3 separate regions of the Mus musculus genome follow, and regions 1 and 3 are each linked to region 2. A link is a contact called in public HiChIP or PLAC-seq and capture Hi-C data. All regions are on one chromosome and are shown on one strand. Each heading gives the region's core, a stretch centred on a gene start, on an enhancer-like site or on the middle of the called end of the contact. The rest is flanking DNA. Distances are from core to core; before and after follow the strand shown. Region 1 holds the start of Agrp (agouti related neuropeptide). Region 2 holds the start of Edc4 (enhancer of mRNA decapping 4). Region 3 holds the start of Ripor1 (RHO family interacting cell polarization regulator 1).

Evidence for each region. HiChIP or PLAC-seq counts read pairs in DNA pulled down with a chosen protein or histone mark. Capture Hi-C pulls out chosen DNA fragments and counts their contacts.
Region 1: a contact with region 2 is called in a capture Hi-C map of macrophages, with 4 times the contacts expected there. The contact joins the promoter of Agrp here to the promoter of Edc4 in region 2. A contact is called at or near these places in 15 of 39 promoter capture datasets (the 3T3-L1 cell line, the C10 cell line, the HPC-7 cell line and 10 more), 1 of 15 datasets of contacts at CTCF or cohesin (large pre-B cells), 1 of 484 Hi-C or Micro-C datasets (nephron progenitors), 7 of 115 datasets of contacts at active chromatin or transcription factors (the 230-238 cell line, bone marrow-derived macrophages, craniofacial prominence and 3 more) and 5 of 9 other capture datasets (adipose tissue, embryonic stem cells, liver and 2 more).
Region 3: a contact with region 2 is called in an H3K4me3 HiChIP or PLAC-seq map of the 230-238 cell line, with 26 read pairs. The contact joins the promoter of Ripor1 here to the promoter of Edc4 in region 2. A contact is called at or near these places in 16 of 39 promoter capture datasets (the 3T3-L1 cell line, the C10 cell line, the HPC-7 cell line and 9 more), 1 of 15 datasets of contacts at CTCF or cohesin (large pre-B cells), 3 of 484 Hi-C or Micro-C datasets (the G1E-ER4 cell line, double positive thymocytes and liver), 22 of 115 datasets of contacts at active chromatin or transcription factors (the 230-238 cell line, the SCID.adh cell line, bone marrow-derived macrophages and 13 more) and 5 of 9 other capture datasets (adipose tissue, embryonic stem cells, liver and 2 more).

The regions. Positions count from the first base shown.
Region 1 is chr8:105,578,583-105,581,282 of GRCm38.p6, reverse strand. It overlaps Agrp (agouti related neuropeptide), which reads left to right and starts at 1,438. Exons shown (of 5, transcript NM_001271806.1): 1 at 1,438-1,633. All of the region lies in intron 3 of Gm38250 (predicted gene, 38250), which reads right to left.
Region 2 is chr8:105,879,499-105,882,198 of GRCm38.p6, reverse strand. It overlaps Edc4 (enhancer of mRNA decapping 4), which reads right to left and starts at 1,318. Exons shown (of 29, transcript NM_001301100.1): 1 at 1,041-1,318. The coding sequence starts at 1,122. Nutf2 (nuclear transport factor 2) reads right to left here. Exons shown (of 5, transcript NM_026532.4): 5 at 1,797-2,700.
Region 3 is chr8:105,603,913-105,606,612 of GRCm38.p6, reverse strand. It overlaps Ripor1 (RHO family interacting cell polarization regulator 1), which reads right to left and starts at 1,384. Exons shown (of 22, transcript NM_001081241.2): 1 at 1,263-1,384.

The sequences.
Region 1 (2,700 bases), core at 189-2,688, 300 kb after region 2:
GAAAGCAAACCATTATAGATCCTTCATTTTGGTGAGGACACAACCGACTCTGCTGTTCTTGAACTGATCACTTTTTTTTTTTTTTGGTTTTTCAAGACAGGGTTTCTCTGTATAGCCCTGGCTGTCCTGAAACTCACTTTGTAGACCAGGCTGGCCTGGAACTCAGAAATCCGCCTGCCTCTGCCTCTGCCTCTGCCTCCCCCTCCCGAGTGCTGGGATTAAAGGCATGCACCACCACACCCAGCTCATTGATCACTCTTGTATCCTTGCTTCCTACCAGTGAAACTCAACTAAGTACACAGCCTTTGACAGATCCATGGCCTGTCCCCTACAGGTCAGGGTATAGAGTTTCTGACACAGTCATGTGATTGTGAGGAGGACGTGATATAGAAAGAAATCCTTTAACAGTAGATCCCAGGCACGGAAGCCCTCAGGCTTTAGGCCAGAGCATACGTGTTACTGTGAGGAAGGGGAGGAAAGGGGCAGACTGCTAAACAGGAAGCAGAGGCCCAAGGAATCGTGTTTAGAAAGGATCAGGTAAGGTCATAAAACCAGCGCTGAGTTATTTCCAAAAATGTCACAAACCTTGCATTCACTCAGCTAGCAGAGTGCAGATACTGGAGCTTCTGAGAGACAAAGGCCTATCCCTGTTGTTCAACAAGGTGTCATTGTGTACCAGCTATGATCAGAGTTCCCTTAGATCGTGCCTTAGTGTTGGGGCTTGTGATGGCTATTCTTGATTGTCAAGTTGACTACATCTGGAATTAACTAAACCCCCCAAAGAGATGGCACACCTGTGAGGGCTTTCTGCTTAATTTGAAGTGAGAAGATCTACTTCTAATCCAGCTCTTTGAGGTAGGAAGACACACCTTTGATCCAGATCTAATCTGGGCCATACCTGTTGCTGGAAGCCATATAAGGACATGGAAGAAGGAAGCCTTTGCTCTTTGCCTGCTTGTTCTCCTTTGGCTAGCAAATCCATTCCTTCACTGGCATTACAGCCTACATCTTCAGGATTCCAGTGTTTACTGAAGACCAGCAGAGACATCCAGTCTCATGGACTGAGCAACTATCAGCTTCTCAGACTTTCCATTCATAGTCACCATTGTTGGATTATTTGTACCACTGCCTATAAGCCATTATAATAAATCATACACACACACACACACACACACACACACACACACGAGAGAGAGAGAGAGAGAGAGAGAGAGAGAGATTCTATAAATTCTTTTGCTATAGAGAACCCTGACTAATATAGTGTTCTTCCCTTAACACGAAAGACCTCAGGCAAGGGAGGGGATTTGAGCAGGCCTAGGCAGCAGGAGGAATCTGGTCCAGTTCCCTTAACACCTGCTTTTGTGCTGAGTCATGTAAACTTTTCTATCTACTGAGACTATCGTCACCTTGGCTGCCAGGCTCAGAGAAGGTCAACACAGCTTTGTTCCTTCTTGTCTATAGTTATTCCCCTGTCCTAGACCTTCCAGAACTGATGGGAAACTCTGACCAAATCCACCCCCTCCCCAAGAATGGACTGAGCATAAAGATGGCATGAGAGATGCCATCTTCCACCTTTGCAGCATTCCAGGCTATATAACAAAATCTGTGAGCTGGGACTGCAGACAACACAATGGTGAGTTTGGGGTCGGGGCAGGGGGCTATGATGGAGTTTTAACTGTATTTGGGATCTCCATGGTGGGCCATAACTTGTCCCAACTTATACCTTTTCTAGATTGACCCAGACACATGGTAGGCTTTGTTGTAAGGGGAGGAAGGCATTTTGTGTGCTACGTCTTCAATCCTGAAGACTTAGGCTGTAATGCTCCTCACTCTGTGAGAGTGTGTCCTGATTTCTAAGGTTATAGCCCTGTCCAACTCTGAGGGCAAGGTCTGCTCTACTGGGTTGTAGGGGAGCTTGGCAAAGACTTGAATTCTATTCTTTTTTTCCCCTCTTCTCTCGCCTGCCCTGCTCACCCCGGCTCTGCTTGCTTCTGCCCACAGATTTATTTATTTATTATATCTGAGTACACTGTACACTGTAGCTGTCTTCAGACACCCCAGAAGAGGGTATTAGATCTCATTACAGATGGTTTTGAGCCACCATGTGGCTGCTGGGATGTGAACTCAGGACCTTCAGAAGAGCAGTCTTAACGCTGAACCATCTCTCCAACCGGAATTCTATTTCTTTTTCTCTCTTCTTCTTTTTTTTTTTTTGTTTGTTTTTGTTTTTTCTAGACAGGGTTTCTCTGTGTAGCCCTGGCTGTCCTGGAACTCACTTTGTAGACTAGGCTGGCCTCGAACTCAGAAATCTGCTTGCCTCTGCCTCCCAAGTGCTGGGATTAAAGGCGTGAACTACCACCACCTGGCTAGAATTCTATTCTTTAAAGGGCTATTAGTAGCAAGAGTTGCATATGTTGTCATTGTGTGACACTAAAGGAGTTTGGAGAGTTAAGTCCTAGCATCCCGGCTGCAGGTGGAGGCTCTACACAGAAGACAAGGGGAGTTGGTGACACAGGGGGTATGGGAAGTTGTGGAAAAGGGAAGCAAAAAAGATCTATAAAATTTTCCGCCCATGGAATTCCAGAAAGCAGCCATCCCCTATCACACCCTGGAGCACAGTAGTTTCAGAAACAGACGTTCTGACTTTATCTCACATTCCAAAGCTTTTTTTTTTTTTAATTTTTCACAAAAAGCAGTACA
Region 2 (2,700 bases), core at 69-2,568:
TGCCCGCTTTAGCAGTCTGGGTTCCACCAGCAGGCATAAAAGGTGTGAGAAAAGAATCACTTCTCAGTATGTACACCATTATCTCTGGTCAACCACCTCAATGTTCAAACGTCTCTGAATCGCACGGAAACATCTCATTTTTATACATACTATTTCCTTTTTGTAATATGTGTCTTCCACATAAGTGCCTCGAGGACTTTTCCTGGTATTCAATCTCCTGTCTATAGTATCCAAACTAGCCCTAACAGTCTCCTCTCAAACCAGCCCTCTATCTCCCTCACCGTTATTTCCCCATTCCCATCAAAGTACCCTGACCATCCTTTTACAATAACATTATATTACAATGCTGGTGGCCTTCTGTCCTGGGAACTCTCATCTGGGAAGAGTAGCCCCAAGGAGGATACTGGGAGCCTAAGTAAAACTCGAATGAATTGGGAACATATGGGCTTGCTGACGTTTGGAACCTAATCTAACCTCATCAGAGCCTGTCTGTGATCTGCCTTCAATCCAGGAGAAACATGCTTTTGGGGTTGTCCACCTTTTGCCAGAAAATCGTTTTCAGAGCAACACCTGGCCTGGGAGTATACACTTTTGGGGGGAAGCCAAGTTGCAGGGTGGGCACAGAGGCTCTTCAGCAGATCACTTAATTCTAGGCCTAGAACTCGCTAAACCGACACTGCACCAGGCCTCTGAACCCTGGCGAGGAGGGATACGGGGCCAGTTCTCAAAGCACTGAAATTTGGAGGCAAGGAAACCAGATGGATTGAGTGGATTCCGAGGAGAGCGCCATACCTTCAGCCAAAACACTTAAGAACAAGGCAGAATGGTCTGGCATAGGATGGGGAGGGGTAACACCCAGGGGTCTGCGCCATTCTCTGGATATACCCAGGGATCATCCATGACTCCAATTCCTGTCCTCCGCAATCAAACCGGAGGATCCCGAGTCTGGCTAATGGAGCCTATGGCACCCGAAAACGGTTCAGATCCACGCCATACGTCCACCACTTCGCTAAGAGCCTACACACCCCATCCCGGCTCACCTCCGGCGGGCCGGTCCAGTTTGAGTATGTCCCGCAGATGCTGCGTGGCGTCCTCAATGTCGATGCTCGCGCAGGAGGCCATGGGCCCAGCCACGAGAGTCCTGCTCGCCCGACGTTAGTTCCTCTACCTCCGCAGTGTCCAATTTCGCCCAGCCACGACCCCGCTAGAGAGGAGACAGAGCACTACACAAAACCTAGCCGCAGTTCGCAAACCGCCGCCCGGACTGCGTCCGTGAGCCCTGCCAACCCCACCAACCGCCTCCACTTCCGGTCCCACTGACCTTCGCTCCCGGAACCTACAACTACCGCAGAAGAAAGGTTCCGAGCTCAAGGAGCCCCAGTTCCTATCAGAGGCAGCCTCCGTAGGCTGCTTGCTCCTGGCTAGCCCAGTAGTGGCTAAACTTCACAAGACTGAGAAAGAGTAAATGTACTCAGCATTGGACTGCCTAAAACCCTACCATCTCTGGAGATCTAACCCAGGTCCTAGGCCATTCTGATGAACTGGATAATGGTACAACAAAGCCAACTTTACCACTCAGGTAGTAACTTTTCAGACCTTAAATAAGGTGAACTGGTAAGGGTCTGTTCCCCCGCTTAGGAGTAAGCAAGACCAAGACATCTTCGAGGTCATTAGCCCCAGGAGATGCAAGGGCAAGGGAGATAGTTTCTACCCCCAAAACTGTCATTGTTACCAACTGTCCCCAGTAACCCCTTGTCCCACACGGTAACTTCACGTTAGGAATAAAGAGACCATAGTTTACAAACACCTCTTTATTGCAGACATTTCAGGCACAGGTACATGGAAGAAGCTGTATTGCAGATTTTATACAGGGTGGATTAAGAGGCAGCTGGCATCTACCTCTCTCCCACCCCTACTTCCCCCAATACACAGCAGCTAGAGATCAATCCCACTGGAACCTTCTGTGTAGCGTCCAGGACTATGCTGGTCTAACCAGGCAACCTGTGGAGTATGTGGAAATCTTTACTCTCCCCTCACAATGCAGGAGAGCAGGGAGAAGGGCATGTTCAGGTGTGCCTAGCCAATCCTAAACCCCAAATCCTGGGCTTGGTTCTAGCTTGCAGTTGCTATTTTAGTAGCTTTATACTATCCAGAGGTCTCAAGGATGAAAAGCTATATCGGTACTGAGCAAGACCTGTGCCCAGACTAAGAAACAGGGCAGAAACTGCCATACTAGTTAAGATTTCCTGGGATTTGAAGAGTGTATGGGGTATGTGGAAAGTAGGAAGATGGTGTGTAAATGCCCTGCACAGGTCTTGAGGGGAGAGTTAGAGCACTCCTTCACACTGCTTCCTTCCAGTGTGGAATTTATACTCCACCTAATGGCGCCTGGCTCTGATATCCCAAGCAGGCAGCACAGCATCTCTCGCTTTGCTTGGGGAATGTGGGCATCTGCATGTCACTTATTTTGGGTATAGAGCAGGCCCCTACATTTAGGACTTCAACCCAGAGGGTATAAATATGGGAAGCCATATTTGCTAAGGCCTTTCTAGCTGCTACAGAATATCTACCCTGCTACTAGACCCAAATCTACAGAGCAGAGGCCACAGGTGGTATCAGACAGAGCTGACTGAAGAGCCTTCAGTCCAAGAGAAGCTTCAGGCCAGGCCTGCGTTCCAAAACCCTGGGGCTGGAGAGAAC
Region 3 (2,700 bases), core at 135-2,634, 280 kb after region 2:
TAGGTCGCGAGTCCCAGCGGTGGCGGATTGGGAACGCTCTGACTCACTCTCGCCCTCCTCGCCTGGTTTTCCACCTAGGCAGATCCTAGTCCAAACGCCTTGTGCGCTCCCCTCCCTCCCACCCAAACCCAGGCCCAGGGACTGCTCATCTCGCTCTGCTGCCCACAGGGCCCAGGACTGTGTGGGAGGTAGACGAGGGAGCCTTGGCAGTCCTTGTCCGGCTGTAGTGCTCCCAACCCCCACTGTCAATACTAGAGAGGTGGATAGTGAATTCTTGCTTCTTCCCAACCCAGCTGTGTGACCTTGAAAATGCTGCTAACCTCTCTGGCCCAGTATTTACATCTGCCAGATGGTCATACACCTTCTCAGAAGGCTGCATGTCAGTCGAATGTGCAGGTCCAAGACGCACGCAGCCACATAGACGGTGGCCAGGACACCGTTATTATTGTATTAGATTTTACACACGAGACCAGCCTGCACGCACATCAGAAATGATTTGGAAGGGCCGGTAAGAGAGGTCACACTCAGACTTAACTTAAGATAGGAGGACAGAGGGTCCTAAAAGCTGACATAGCCGGGGCTCTAGCCCTGGTTGAACAACCCCTTCCCCAAACCAGTTCTACAGGATGCTTAGTTCTGACTGTTTGCTGAGTCCCCATAGCAGCTTCCATTTCCAGGGACAGGGTCTGTCGACCGCCGCCAAAACGACCTTCTCCAGCTTCAGCTTCGGTTTGGGTGGAGAGTGTGGCCTCGGGCAAATTCAGTCTTCAGTCACCTCGGGCCTGGCCCCAAAGCAGCTTAGGTCGACCAGGGCCAGGAACACTAGCTAGCTCATCTAGGGGGTCTCCTGCACCCTGTCGCCCCGTTCCCATTCCCAGATCAGCCTCTGCCGCACCGCAGGCTCCAGGATAAAGCCAATCCCAGGCCCAGAAAGGCGTCTCAGGCTCGCCCTCGGGCCTGCCCACAGTGGAGCCCCGGGGCACTGCCGTGGCGGCCTGGGCGCGGAAGGGAAGGGAGGAGGCGGCGGGCGCGGCAGAGCCGGAGGCGGCGGCTTTTGTGGGGCGAAGCTGCGTTCTCCGTGCCCGGGGTGGGGGTGGGGGTGGGGAGAAAAGACACGGCGCGATCCGGGTCGCGAGAACGGGGTGAGGCGGGACCCGGTCGCAAGTCCGGGAGCCGATGGGCGGCGCGGGTGCAGGACGCACGGGATCCACAGCTCGCCCCTTCTCCCCGCCACGGCCTTAGGAAACGGCGCGGACACTCACATGGCTGCGCTGGGCTGCAAGGACCTCGCGCTGTCGGTACTCTCGGCGTTGCCCGGCCTGCTCGCGCTGCAGCTGCCGCTGTCGCCGCGGCCGGCGCCTGCCCCTCCCTCCTCTCCGCCGCCCCGCCCCGCCCCTCTGGGCCCCACCTCCTGCGCTCCCCTCCGGCTCCCGCACCCCGAAGGGGCGCCCACAGCTCGCTCCGCCTTCGCGAGTTACCCGGCAGAGTGGTCTGCCTACCGTGTCAACCAGCTTGTGGAAAGGGAGAGCGAAGGGAGAGCGAAGGTGTCTGCGGGAACCGGACAGCTTCCTGGGAACTGCATGCAGACCTTAAATCTGGGGTAGGGGGCGCTAGGGAACCCCTCCTACTTGCCTCTTACCCAGATCTCTGCAGCTCTAAAGACCTCAGGCTCCCTTCCTGTCACCATAAACAGGTTCTTGGAGCTGACACGGAAAGTTGGGGTGGTTGGAGGAAGTGCTTAGGGTCTGGAGAGGCTTAGATAAGGGAACCAGAATCTGGCCTAACCGTCGCACACCTTCTGGGTTGAAGTTCTGCCCCTCATCCCTTCCCACTTTTTCAGCCAGCCTCAGTTTCCCGCTGTAGGATCAGAGAGCCTTTTCGACAACGTCTTCCTTATAAATAGGGCTCATAGCTAGGCCAGGCAAGCGTGTAACCACTCAGCGGGTACTGCTTTCTGGGGAGTTACAGATTTTGTTTCTGGGATATAAGTGACTAACCTGGTAAGGTCTGGGTATGCGTACTGGGAACATACATTGGCCATGGGGGTCAAAGGCAAAAATGAGTTATGGTGTAACAGAGAGCTGGCCTGACCAACAAGCTGACTCCAATCCCCTACCCCTCCCATTATTAACCAGATGCTATTAGCTCTCTCCAACCCCCTGTCCCTATCCTCCACCTCTTGGCGTTCCTGTTTCCTGCAACATCTCATCTTTTGAGGTAGGTCAGGCATACTCAGGGGTGGTCTGATGGATTTTAAGAGGTGCCTGAATTTCTGAGCCTGACACTGATCCTGAGCGTAGGTCTCAACAACCCGATATGGTAGGATTCTGGAATACCAACATCTTCATCCCCCTAGGCTCTTTCCAGAGACACCCTCAGCCTCTTTCTCAACCCTCCAGGCTTTTCCCCCAGAACACTTGCTTGTTCCAGAGCCCTGGATGCCCTTGTGAATGCCCCCATCCCTTTCCCAGGATTTTTTTTTCTTTTAAACACAGGGTCTAACACTATGTAGCCCTGGCTGTTCTGGAACTCTCTCTGTAGAGCAGGCTGGCCTCAAACACCCAGAGATCACCCAGAGATCTACCTGCCTCTGCCTCCCAAGTGCTGGGATTAAAGGCATGCGCCACCACTGCCGGGCTCTTTTTTTTTATTTTTTATTTAATTTATTTAGTTTTATTTTATGTGCATTGGTGTTTTGCC